Linked DNA regions of Zea mays: region 2 is linked to region 1. A link is a contact called in public Hi-C data. All regions are on one chromosome and are shown on one strand. Each heading gives the region's core, a stretch centred on a gene start, on an enhancer-like site or on the middle of the called end of the contact. The rest is flanking DNA. Distances are from core to core; before and after follow the strand shown. Region 1 holds the start of LOC103626964 (F-box/kelch-repeat protein At3g61590-like). Region 2 holds the start of LOC100383395.

Evidence for each region. A called contact is a pair of places that touch in the nucleus more often than the background predicts.
Region 2: a contact with region 1 is called in a Hi-C map of endosperm, with 2.9 times the contacts expected there. The contact joins the promoter of LOC100383395 here to the promoter of LOC103626964 in region 1. A contact is called at or near these places in 3 of 25 Hi-C or Micro-C datasets (ear, endosperm and tassel).

What each region holds. Positions count from the first base shown.
Region 1 is chr5:141,982,245-141,988,581 of Zm-B73-REFERENCE-NAM-5.0, reverse strand. It overlaps LOC103626964 (F-box/kelch-repeat protein At3g61590-like), which reads left to right and starts at 4,658. Exons shown (of 3, transcript NM_001301597.1): 1 at 4,658-4,916; 2 at 5,008-5,091; 3 at 6,020-6,337. The coding sequence starts at 6,048.
Region 2 is chr5:142,501,886-142,508,757 of Zm-B73-REFERENCE-NAM-5.0, reverse strand. It overlaps LOC100383395, which reads right to left and starts at 5,335. Exons shown (of 3, transcript NM_001176050.1): 1 at 5,149-5,335; 2 at 3,560-3,629; 3 at 1-2,131. The coding sequence starts at 1,862.

The DNA of each region.
Region 1 (6,337 bases), core at 3,409-5,908:
ACACGACTCGGGAGTATGGGCTGAGCGTGCGGAAGGGGGAAGTGGGCCGACGGAGCACATTGGGCCCAGACGTAGGTTTGACCTTTCCTTTTCTTTTCTTTCCCATTTTCTTTTCTTTTTTAAAAAAATTTCAATATTCAAACTAAATTCTAACTTCTGTTTTGAATTTCAGATGCACAAAATAAAACTTTAGTCCGATGTGCACTTATTTGTTTATATTTATTTATTAGTGCTATTTTATTTAGGTAATGACACCATATTTTCATAAGTATGAGATGTCCACTCTTTTATGTGACTTTTTAATATCTTTAATAGGTGAGTGCCCGTGCGTTGCAACATAAACATATAATACTATAATAATGTATGTACAAATGTGTGTTATACTATTAAGATGGAGGACGACGTCCGCGACCCATCTGAGATGATGTTGAAGTGAAACTCGAGTCGCGGTCGAGCGCATCGGCGCCGTGACATGAGGTCGCCTGTCCGTGAGGAGCTCGGACTTTCATTTCTCATCATTTCGAGAAAAAAAGTCATTTCATAAAGATTCGTAACATGTGCTTGTTTACAACAAGGCACTGCATGACAATAGCAGTAGGGGTGTGCTGTTACTGTACAGCTATAGTGAATCGAGCCTTTTCTTTCCGTGAGAGATTTTTCAGTACTCGAAAACGAAGAACCATTTTCAAGTTTTTGTTTCAACTATTCTTTACTCAAAATTTGTCTGCTTGTTCTGTTCAGTGGCTGATGCAGGCGTTCTCATCCACCTCGAGAGGAAGCCTCTTCCCTTCGGTGACCTCTTCCTTCACATAATGAATAAAGAGTAAAGAAAGATTTACTAACGACAATGCTGAATGAGTGCACACGAGATGAGTCAATTAATTTCATACCTTTGCAGCAATGAGATATTTCTTGTGCGTGGCTTTAAGATTCCTGAGGCTCATGCTACTATAATCATGCGGTTGCTGCTTTTGCATCTCCTTTGATTCTACCTCTTCATCCAGGGACTTCACAACATTGTCAACCGCTTCCATTGCTTTTTCAGTAGCATCAGCCTCTTCAGGACCCTCCTCCTGCTGCCCTGTTTTTAAGGCAAACCCATCCAGGGACTTTGCAGTTTTTGTTGCAGATACAAAAGCATCCTTGTATTAAGTATTAAAAGGAAAAATGGAAGCATGAAGGCACTAACCAAATCTTTTGTTGAACAATATAGAGCTGCAAAGATGGGTGCAGGAATTGAGGCGAACACGACTCTGAATTTCCCTGGGTAGTCAAAATGAGACATGAATACATGATTAGTATAGAAAACATAAGTATTCACATTCTAAATTTTCATAGCAATGCCAAACTAAGATGACACAACTGCTATACAAAGATGACACTTTATTTATTTGACTATATTACATTTTAAAAGTACTCCTATATCACATACATGAGGTTTACACAAGTATTGCCATTAGAAGTGCAGATGCATACCCGTTCACATCTCCATGGGACATGAAACATAGTGTTGTACACCCGCTGCCGCTTCTTCTCATTGCCCACTGCAATTGTGCTTCCCAGTGAATTGCCACCATATAGTTCCCCAAGAAAGTATCTGAATGGTGATTTGTCAAGGCACTCAAATTCTGCAACAGCAAATGGTTTATAGAGGTGTGAATATGCATATCTAGGGCTTGTTAACTCAATATATAATAGCATGGTATTAAATCAGAATTCAATTTGAATCTACCAGTGCAATGAAAATTGGTCCACTAAATCCATTATTCTGTTTTGTGATCAGATCTCCCAAATTTAGTCAGATATCAAAATCCGCCAAGAATGGACCAGCAATTAGTATTTCAGACTGTGACGGTCTTTCCAGCCTAATGCTCTAATTCTAGGATGCAACAAACTTCACAGGCAGCGTGTCATGTAATACTTTGTTCATATCACAGAAATGAAACAAGACCATCTAAGAAATTCAGGGGTTCTCTAGAACGAGGAGTGGTGAAAGGACCATCAAATTATCACAATAAAAGGCATGTGGCTCTGCAGAATTACAGTGAACAGTGAGATCTGAACCTCCGAGAATTTTGTTATTGTCCTTCATGTACTTCTCCCAGTCCAGCGACGACTCCTCGAATCAGCTTCTTCTTCATGCCGCCATTTGCCACAGGTCGCCACGCCATGGTCGCCACATCCGCCACAGCCGCAGCAGCTGCGGCGCTCTCCCACGTGCTGCTTCCGCAGCTGCTGGTCCCATCATCCGCGGACGCTGCCACCACCCTCCTGCCCCTGGAGACGCTTTCGTGTTGTTGCTCCTCCGCCGCCTCGGCGGATCCACCGGCTGCGGGGCCATGCCGTGCGCCAGCGACGTGGAGGCATCGGGTGACACGTCGTCGATGTCCATGGTGGCAGATCGGGGCTGGTTCGGCAGCGGGGAGGTGTGGGGGTGGGGGTAGAGATTCGAGGATGGATGCCTAAGTGGGCCAGTGATGGGGAGACGTCGAGCAACACGTCGTCGTCATCCATGGCGGCAGATCGAGGCTGATTCGAGGAGGCGTGGGGGCGGGGGATCTCGGCCATTGCGGCAGTCCGAGCAGCGTCGTCGTCGAGGCGGGGAGCTTTGTTCTGCGGGCTTCCCTCCGCCTCCTCCCCTTCAGCGGCGTCTTCCCCGTCGGTCTCGGTGCCGACGCCACAGGAAGCGTAGTCCGAGCAGCGTCGTCGAGGCGGGGGGCTTTGTTCCACGGGCTTCCCTCTGCCTCCTCCCCTTCAGCGGTGTCTTCCCCGTTGGTCTCGGTGCCGACGCCACAGGAACCGTAGTCGGCAACTGAATGTACAGCCTTGACGGAAATATAGCGAATAACAGAATACTTGAGAACAGCGAAGATGACTAAGGCTAGAACCAATTTTTGTGTTCTAATATGCCCAAAGGTGTCTTGAACACCCACCCAAGGCACGAGGCTCGTCCAAGATGAGGTTTGAAATGGATTAAGTAATTGCTGAAATGTTCTAGAGCAAAGACGAGAGAGCATCCGAGCACACAATCAAGGCGGAAAACAAGGTGGATAGGGAAGCGATCCTGGGCTCTAAGCAAAAAAAACACAAAGTCCAAACTCCCAATCATCGATCGAGCTGGAGTAAGTTTCCCCGTCCGCAGATAGCTTGAAATCCAAATCCCATAGCAACCTGAGAAATGTAACCAGGTTGTAACCGGAAATCTGGAACCATTGCCACCTACCGGAGGACCTCAGCGTAAGCGTAACCGACCAGCAGGGCAAGCCCACGCGGAGCCTCATACTAACCCTTCGGCGGAGGAGCTTTGTTCAGCGGGCTTCCCTCCGCGAGAGAACACCAAATCCGGAGCAAGTAGGACTGGATCTGCACTTAGAGGCCTCGGATCCACACAACCACTGACCAGATGCCGCTAATGCTACAGGATGATCTAGAGCGGTGGGGGCTGATAAGCCTCTCCATGGCTGGCGCTGCGAAGGGTTTAGGGCGGTGGCAGATGGCTGGCACTGCAATGCCCTTTGCCTGAACAGATGGAGGGAAGCAGCGAGAAAGACGGGGAGGGAGCAGTGGAGCGCGGTGTGCGGAGGTGGGATCCATGAGCGGGCGCGGGAGGTGCGGCGCAGGCGACGCGATGCAGCAGCTCCTCGCGTCGATGGCGGCGAGTCATGCGGGCGGGCGAGGATGGATCACGGGGCGGGGGCACGCGAATCACGGGAGCGGAGCCACGGTAGCTGGTGGACGCCTACTTTGCTATCTTATAGAGTAGTAAAGATTTGGCACATAATAACTCACTCAATATGTATTGAGCACTTAATCACCAAAATATACTAGAAATGACCCAAGGGCACATTTCCCTTTCAAACCCCCCTGTTGTAATAAAGACAATGTTCGGTTGTCTGTTTTAGGCCATGCCCATAGATTTTCCCACTTTTTAGGGCTAGTTTAAGAACCCTATTTTCTAAAGGGATTTCCATTTTTCTAACGAAAAATAGTTTATTTTCCTTTAGAAAGATAGGAACCTTTAGAAAAATATAGTTCCCAAACTAGTCCTTAATACTTTAGCTTCGGAAGAATAGCCTCCAGCTACAGTAGCAGCGCTGTAAAAAGCTCAGCCGAATGTCTAATGCTTCGTTCATATGCCGGTACTGGAGGGCATGAAATTGAATTGGTTTGAATATAAAATCAGCCATGGTATTGAAATTAGATGAAATTACAGTTCTATTATTTGGATGTCCCTGCACAGAGGGGTAACACTCTCAATTGGGAGAGAGAGTTTCTAGTTATAGTCCAATACCACGGAATTGACTCTCTGGTTTTAAAAACCCAATTCTATGTGCAACTAAACAACAGAATTTAGAAAAACTGAATCTAAATCCTGATTTTGTATACCAATATCTACATCAAAACGAGATATAATACTTAAAAAAAGTCCTCGTGATATTACGAATGCGTTAGGAGAGGGTAGAGCTAGATAGCACAGGATGACAGTGAGATTATCTATGTCACATGTCAGGTGGATATGTCCGGTAGACAAAAAAGCACCATCCAAAGGATTTCCGTTCTCTCCCACTACACTAGTACGTCTGGAGCTGAACCGATCGACCCTCTCCCTCCATCCCTCCCTCACTGTCTAAAACATTTTTTTCTTTGCTTGAAGCAAGCACCTTCCCCTTTCTCTGCCTCCCTCTCCCCTCCATATATACGCCATTGTGTCGCTCCGCTAGTCTCGCGCGACGCCCATGGGGGAGGAGGGGGGCCTGATCTAATGTAGGGGCAGGAGGAAGCCCTTCCACTGTTCCATCTCTTTCCCGGAGTAGGTGGTGGGCACGACGAAGGCCCCTCGCCCCCACCAGATTCGTGCAACTCGGCGCCTCATCCGATCGGCACCGGCCGCCCAACGCGCTACAGACGCGCTGCCGGTACCCTCTCCCTCTCCGCCCGGAAGATTTGGTTTTTGGTGCATTTGTTTAGCTCTTGGCGATGAATCCCTGTTCGGTCTGTTCCTGAAAGCGTCGGGACTCTGGAGGACACGGCGGCGGCTTGGTGGATTGTGGGAGGGAGGGCCTTCTCTTGGATTTCTGTTGTCGAGGACAGGTAACCAATCGCATCGTCTTCCCCCATTCATGTTTGTCTTTTTTTTTTTCAGTGAGACATGGATTGTTTGGGGGATTCTTTTTTTTTATTTTTTGGGGGGTTTAGGGTCTATGCTTCATCATGCATTGAATTGCGGGTTAGCGCTTGCTTTTTCGCGCGGCGTCAAGGATTGGTACTAGCCATGAGGCGTGCGTTTCGTGGTGTGGTTTCTGGTAAAATTCGGTGGGTAGATAGTGCTGCTCTTGCCTGCGCTGCTTGCTTTATTTGTCTGCGCCTGCCTTTAATGATCGTGATGTGGCCCTTTCCGCGGCAAATTGAATGTGGTGGCCAAAAATCAGCTGTGGCCCTCTCTGGAAAAAAAATAATAATAGAGAGGTTCTATTTGTGATGGGGACGTTATTGTCCGGCAATTTGTCCCCCCGGCAATTAGAAGTAGCTGTTTCTGTCATTTTTCCCCGTTTAATCGTCCTCGTGGCACAAGACAAATATACGGATCGAGAAAAGATTTATTTATTTATTTATGTAACAAGTAATAAAGAGAGAGAAACTGGTCAGACCTCTGCCATTTGTTGATCTTACTGCATTTCATGTCGTTGAAAGAAGGTTAGATTGGTCAGGTTGGATTATTGCCCTTTTCATCTAGGCGAGTTTAGTCTGTTAAAGAAATGGCATACTTTTGGTGTTTGGTTACCGGCAGATGTGCCCTTGAGATGTAGACAGCCACCAGGTTGTTTTCATCGAATTTGCATTATACATGGTGGTACAGAGTATAGAGAGTCTGACCTGAACATTGCTTTTCTATTTACATCTACTCTGTACTCAGAAAAATTTGGCTGGGCTGAAAATGCTTGCTTAGTTTTATCTGCATCAGACGTTTTCATATTTGGTTCATTTCCCTTATTTTTATCGCAACAATTGTCTCTTGCAGGGTCTTGTATTAGCTAGCTATTCACTGGATGTTGGCGATGGGGACAGAAGAGTGGGAGCTCTATCCTTGTTCCTACAGCGGCTCACAGGTGATAGAGTACAGGCCGGTCTCTGAAGACGAAGACGGCGAGGACGACCAGAACGGGGCCGACGTGGCAGTGTCGCTGGACGCCGTTCTCCCAGACGATCTCCTGGAGAAGGTTCTTTCCTTGTTGCCCGTTGCGAGCGTCATAAGGTCCGGGTCCGTTTGCAGAAGGTGGCATGAGATTGTGCATGCGCAGAGGCACGCGTGGAGCAAGACGGTGCCCGAGAAGCCATG
Region 2 (6,872 bases), core at 4,086-6,585, 520 kb before region 1:
ATACTTTTCCAGCTGCGAGGAGGGGCAGAGGCACCAGCATCAGCGTTGTCGGCCGGCCTCTTCCCGAGTCCCACGCCACCGTCGAGCATGATAGGCATGAAGTTGCCCCCATGCACCCGGCCTTCATGGGCCGAGGCCGCCACACAGCGAGGAGCCTCCACCGCGTGCATGAAGAAGCTGCGCATGCTTGTCTCGGTGCCTGGAGATGGAGAGCCATCTCCCTCAGAAAGGGCGGCGGCACTGACGACACTGAAGCCACCGAACGACGCACCCCCATGCACGCTGTTGTCATGGACCAGCGGGTTGTGCCGGTCGCACAGCCCCTTCTTGCCTCTCGCCAGCCGGTCGCAGGGAGCGCCACCAGACCCGAGGTCTGAGCCAGGGTGCCCCCACGAGCAGCGCCTGCCACCGCCGTGGGACTTGCAGAAATCGGTGCTCCCCTGCGCGCTCTTCCCGCAGCCGGCGGAGTGGCACCGCTTGCCCCCGCCATGGCCGACGCAGCGGTCGGTCCTGCCTCTCGCGCTCTTCCCGCACCCTTCCACCACGCACCTCTTCCCGCCTCCGTGCGCGACGCAGAACTGGGTCCCGCCGTGCACGCTCTTCGTGCAGCCGTCAGCCGAGCAGCGCTTGCCGCCTCCGTGGGCTTTGCAGAACGCCGTGCTCCCCTCCGCGCCCTTGGAGCAGTCGGGGTGCGTGCATCTCTTGCCGCCGCCGTGGGCCTTGCAGAAGTTTGTGCTGCCCTGGGCTCCCTTCCCGCAGCCAGCGTACTGGCAGCGCCGCCCGCCACCATGAGCGATGCACATGCCTGACCGCCCTTCCGCGCTCTTTGTGCAGTTCAGCGTTTGGCACCTCTTCCCGCCACCATGCTTGATACACAGGCCCGATCTGCCTCGCGCCGCCCTCTTGCACCCGTCATGACTGCAACGCCGCCCGCCGCCGTGAGCTATGCAGAAATCTGTCCGGCCTTCGGCACTTTTGGTGCATCCAAGGCGCTCACAGCGCTTGCCCCCTCCATGGGCTTTACAGAAGATGGTCCTCCCCTCGGCTCCTTTGTTGCAGCCTTCTTTCTGGCACCTTCTGCCCCCACCGTGGGCAATGCACCGCCCAGATGAACCCCTGGCTCCTTTTGCACAACCTGGCTCTGAACAGATCTTTGTGCTACCGTTGCGTTGCTGTGGGCGGACAAACCCAGAAGAAGTGGCAGCTGAACTTTTTGGCAGTTGGAGCACTGTTGGTGCTGAACAAGCTGGACCCTGGACCAGATGAGAGTTAAGTGGGGGCAACTGGTTCGGAGAAATCCCAGCCTGGTTAAGGAAGGAAACCACCATGCCTCCAGATGGATGTCGAGCAGATGTAGATCCTTCATCGACTGTTGGCACTGAGGACATCAAGTACGGCTGCACAAACATGTCCTGAGGTGCACTGCTTCTGATTAGATCCGCGTCAGTTACATCGGATTGAGATGGAGCCAAAGATAACTTAAGATCCAACCGAGGCTTCTCCATAGTCCTTTTAGAACCACAAGCCTGTTTATGCAGCTTGGAAGTATCTTCATTGCCAAGAGATAACTTGAAACTTATGTCGTAATCCATACATGAGACATCATCGCTTCCCTTGAGAGAAGAAACAGTGCAGCCAGTACCCATGCTCTGCTTGCTGCTGTCTGAGCTTGATGTGTCACCCAGACCTAGAGCCAACTCAGTCCACTTTCTCTTGCAACCTCTAGTAGGAGCCAGCACATCAAGTTGGCTAGAACCAGCCGCTGAATAACTGACGGCTGGAATGGCGGTGCACTGATTAGCAAAGCCATTTGGATTTGAGAAACTTATAGTGAATGCTGAACGCCCATGCCTGGGTTCCATTGCTATTAGAGTAACCAAACTTTATGGGAAGTACCAGCTGGCCTCACTTCTGGGTTAAATAATTGTCAATAAAGCTACCAAGTTAGAAGATATAGAGAAACTAGTAGGCTTCATTATTTTTGCATCCTCCACTAACAAACCCTGAAGTATCCCTACGATCCATTATCCAGTGTTGTATGTGAAGTGATGCTATTTAGTCACAAGCCGACAACAGTGCTACACTTGTAAGTCCCCAGCCAGAACTCTCATCTGACCAAATGATTGAATCTCTGCAGGAAGTGAACAGAACACAGATGAGATCTGTTCTCATCGAGTTAAAATAATTACGGAGAGAAGAAAATAATGTATAAAGACTGTAAGAAACATGCAACAAATAGAGACTAGTGATACAGTTGAAAAGAAATCAGGTATCACAGTGCATTCAGTTCCATAAATGTAATCAATGTTGACTCTTACATGTTGTTGGCAAGAATAGAAGGGAGAAAATCTTGTATGTGAAAACACAATCTTAAATTCTTACTGCTCAACCAGAGTTCAACGATAAAAGGTCAGGACTGAAGTCATATTACATAGCCAAAAGAGTTAACAAAATTGAGGAGTTCAATCATGCCCAGAAAAGAGAGCAAGAGACAACGAACAGAGTGTTGTTTAAATACTTGGAAGATCTTATATTAAAAATTGAAAATAAGAAATTCAGCATGTGATGTTATGATAAAAAAACTTGACCTGCGGGGGGTAAGACAGCCCCCGGGTATTGTATTAAGAAGAAGACCTTCTCACACAGGTCAAAAAAATCCCCGAACCCCTGCCCCACCCATACACAGCGGCATCGAAGCCCATGTGAGAACGACCACGACCGGGGCTGAGCCTTAGACCTGTGCTTTGGCGTGGGACAGACGAGGGGATTTTTTTAACCACAGCCTGAAATTCGCTCCCACGGGGAGTCGAACCCAGGACCTGAGGAGTGCTACTCAGACCACCTAACCAACTCAGCTAGAGGCCCTTTCGCTGATGTTATGATAAAGAAAGGCACAAAGCTAAACGACTGAATTCCAAATGTATGACAAATTGTTCCATGTGACCATACTGCTAAGAGTTGAATCACTGCTTATTTGTGTTGAAAAATGATATCAGACTCAGAGATAGGATCATAGGAATGGCCCAATGCACAGACTGTTGCTCTAGCCTAGTCAAGGGAATCATGTAGCTCCTGTATATGCCACCATCAAGGGCACCCTGAACTGATGATGGCTGCCCCCCATCATACAGTGCCAATAAGAGGGATGGTCCACATCCAATGGAACCAATGTTCCTAGGGGATTCGCTAGCCTAACAAACCTCCTAGAATATGATCTAAGTGGTGATGCAAGTGACAGGAAGGCCACTGGGAAATCCACCATTGGCCATCGATCTCTACTTCCTCACCGGAGTTCAAGAGGAGGCATGGGTGCCCAGAAAGGGCTACCATCAAGATCAACTACCGATGGCACGTTATGGTTAGATCTTTCATCCATTCCACCTAAGATCAGATAATTTGAACTTCCAAAAAAAATACAGGAACTCAAGTGGCCAAGTGCTACCAGATAAGAACAAAACAAAAACCACAGGCATCATAAACCATTGCACGACATATATACTAAGTAGGGACTAAGTTCCTGCCATAAAAAGTGGCAGAATTTGAAGCTTACGAGTCTTACCAGTAATAATCAAACAGCAGTAGACCACATGTACTTAAACGTTGATTGCCCTAATTCCCAGCAAATGTGCCTGCAAAAATGAACGCAGAAGCCAAAATATCATCATGCATGCCACAGGTTGCAACTTTGTATCAGGAACAATAATATTAACCTGTATGGATCTCTGCAAAAAGTAAGGACTAGAGTATATCTGAAGTGGGTCTATAGGTCAGTGTTATTTTTTTAGAGTCAGAATATAATTAAATATAGGGCAAGAATATTCTAGGTTCATCTCAATCCCAACAAGCAAAATGGAACTTGGTTTCAATTCACCAGATAAAACCATTAAGAAAATTTCAAATGATGCGTAATGGTACTCTCGTATGCCTTTCGTGAGCAAAAGCAACTACAAAGAAAGATATTGAACATAATTTAAACTACGAGAGAGGAGGTCAGAAGATTCACTGGAAAGGAACAGTCAAATGAGCAGAGCTTTTTACTCCATTGAACTTGCAAAGGGAAAGCAGCCTGCCGTGTTCATTTGATTACAAAATCAAGGGAATTGGAGAGGTTTGAGAGGGGTTTTGCCTTGCAGGGGATTTAATCCTCCATACAGTTCCCTTAGTTTTGGGGTCAAACGAACAGAAGGGATGGACCAGAGAGAACGAACCATGCGCGTGTAGAGGTGATCCTGCCACTGTCTTTCGATTGTAGGAGACGTAGGAACATTACTGTATACCTAAACTACATGTGATCCAATTAGGGAGCCAAGATGAAACCAACCATACATTCTTCTTCTGAAGATACTATATTGTTCATAAACGTAACTCTCTAGTCAATAAGTTTAAGATCGTTGTTTTCATGAAGCGCAACTTTGTGAAGCGCTTCTACACCTTCTCCACAAATAAACAATGGATGGGAATTCACAGTGTTCAGAGGCAGACTCTGTCACAAGGTAAGAGGAATTATGAGTGATTTCACTAAGACAACGGGTTGAAAATCTCCTCAATGCAGACATGAACCCCAAAATGAGACAGAAGCTGCAGCACAATTCAGGCTCCACTCCTCTCACCTAGACCCAGAGCCTCAGACACCATCAAAGATCTGACTCAGAACGATTCTCCAGATTTAAAAAAATAGAGACGCGACGCCGCTCCACTAACAAGTATATCCAGTTTCGCGTGCGCACCTCATCAACCGCAAGGGCACGGGTTGAGCTAAGAACTGAACGATCTCTCAAGTTCTCCATGGGCAAACGAAGGGTGGGCTCAGTACGAAGACAATAAACTAGAAGGCCATACCAACCTTCCACCTTGCACCTCTCCGGAACACTGAGCCGGAGCTGGGAAGGATCAACTTGCTGCCAGCGAAGGATTAAATAGCGGACACCCCCCACACCGCGACAAGAACTGAAATTAATAATCGTAAATTCGTGAAAACGAGCGTGGAAGAACCCGCGGGGACTACAAGGAGAGAGATTTTCGCGCAAACTTCGCTGGCGCATACGAGGACGAAAACGAAACCGCCGGCGCCGGTAAAATACGACGACGCCGACCGAGAGGGAGGCGGGCGCGCGCCACGACGGATGGGGAGGAGGGCGAAGGAGATACCTAGGCGGCGGGGGCGTTCGCGTCGTCGCCGTCGTCCGCGCCTCGGAGACGCAGGAGAGAGAGGGAGGGCTGATGGGCAGAAAGCGAGAGGCGGTGATGCGATGCGATGCGATGTCGGACGGGGACGAGGAGAAGTGGAGCAGAGAGATGCTGAGGTGAGGGTGTGGCCCTTTGCCTTGGCAACCAGAGCAGAGAGGGGCAATTACAGCATTCCTTCGGGGGGCTTTTTTAATGGAAAAAAAGTCGCTCTCCCTCCCTTTCGTTTCCTTGGGCAGAGCGGATGCCAAGTTTGTTCGGAGTCCAGCAACGGTTTATTTTGAATAAGCTTTTACGGAACATAAAAAGGGCAGAAACTATTCATGGAAACCACTGAAATAATAAAAAAAGGAAACTAAAAATAGATAATCTGGCACATGTGAACAGCCAGTGATATTTTGTTCTACTATCATATATGTTGGCTCTCTCTAAACTTTGCCGGTTTGTAAGAGAAAGTAGCTGATTAACACGACAATTTTGAGTTGTTCTATGGTATATTTTTTTTACTTTGGTTTGATGGTAAAGAATTGTAAGCTTGTATTTGTCGGAGCATCTGTCTGCAATACGTCTACGTGAGGCCAAAGAGAAGAGAATCTGTTGTTGTCCTTGTCCGTAAATCCGACATCCAGCAAGGATCTTACAGCGAAAAAGGCGACTCGACCAAACGAAGCCGCTTGGAAGAATCCATGGCCGCCTGTGCAAGTGCGCATGCCTCTATGCGGTCGGCGGCGCACCTCACGCCACCGCTACCACGTCGCGCCCATCAACCGACGCGTGGGCCCACGAACCACCTTGCCCCGCACGTCAGTCGCGTATGCTCATTGCTCACTCGGATGGCTCGCGCACTAGTACATGGACGGAATCGGGCCGTCACGGGTGACGCGACTCGCACCCGCGCTGCCGCCCTGCCTCGGATTGTGTTGTGCGTGGGGCCCAGGTGAGCAAAGGATGGTCGCGGCGGCGTCCGTGTCGCCATCCTGGAGTGGTGCCGTCTCTTTGTTTTGCAACGTGGGGGAGTGCGGCCCGGCCGACGTGTCAGCCTCCTTCCCAATTGATCTCCGCAAACTGACCTGACCTCACCTGCTATGCGCTTGCTCTCGGTGTTATATTGTTTTATTAAAATAAAAAAAAATACATCTAATTATATATTTAAACAAATGCAATTACGTAAGAAAAACAATTAGAAATTATATAACATAACCATCAAAATTAAAAACACGTATTTTATTAATCTTTTCTATACTATATAAATCATCAGTTTATATAGTTCCACGTTTACTATCGTCGTAGTGTGTCGTTCTTCCTCTTCCCGCTTTATCTAAAAATAAGGTAAAATTATGCTTAAATGGGGTTCAAAACTTGATTGTGACACCATATTCACACTAATCTAACCAATAAAATACACATATTTTTATGTTTTATTAAAATAAAGTTTACTAATGTTATATAAAAACCGTAACAATACACAGTCATCCGACTAGTATAACTAATAAACTAAGTTTTTTTTCTCATTTTCCTCCTCCACCTTTTTTATGCCTTTTCCCCTCTAGTTTAAGTTGCTTTGTTAGTTTTTTAAGGCTAATTTCTACATACCTTTTTGTCTTAGTCTATGTCGATATGGAACAATCCATCAATTATTAAATTGCTTAAATAATTTAGTTTGAGAAATCCTCTTACTAGTCTTGTAG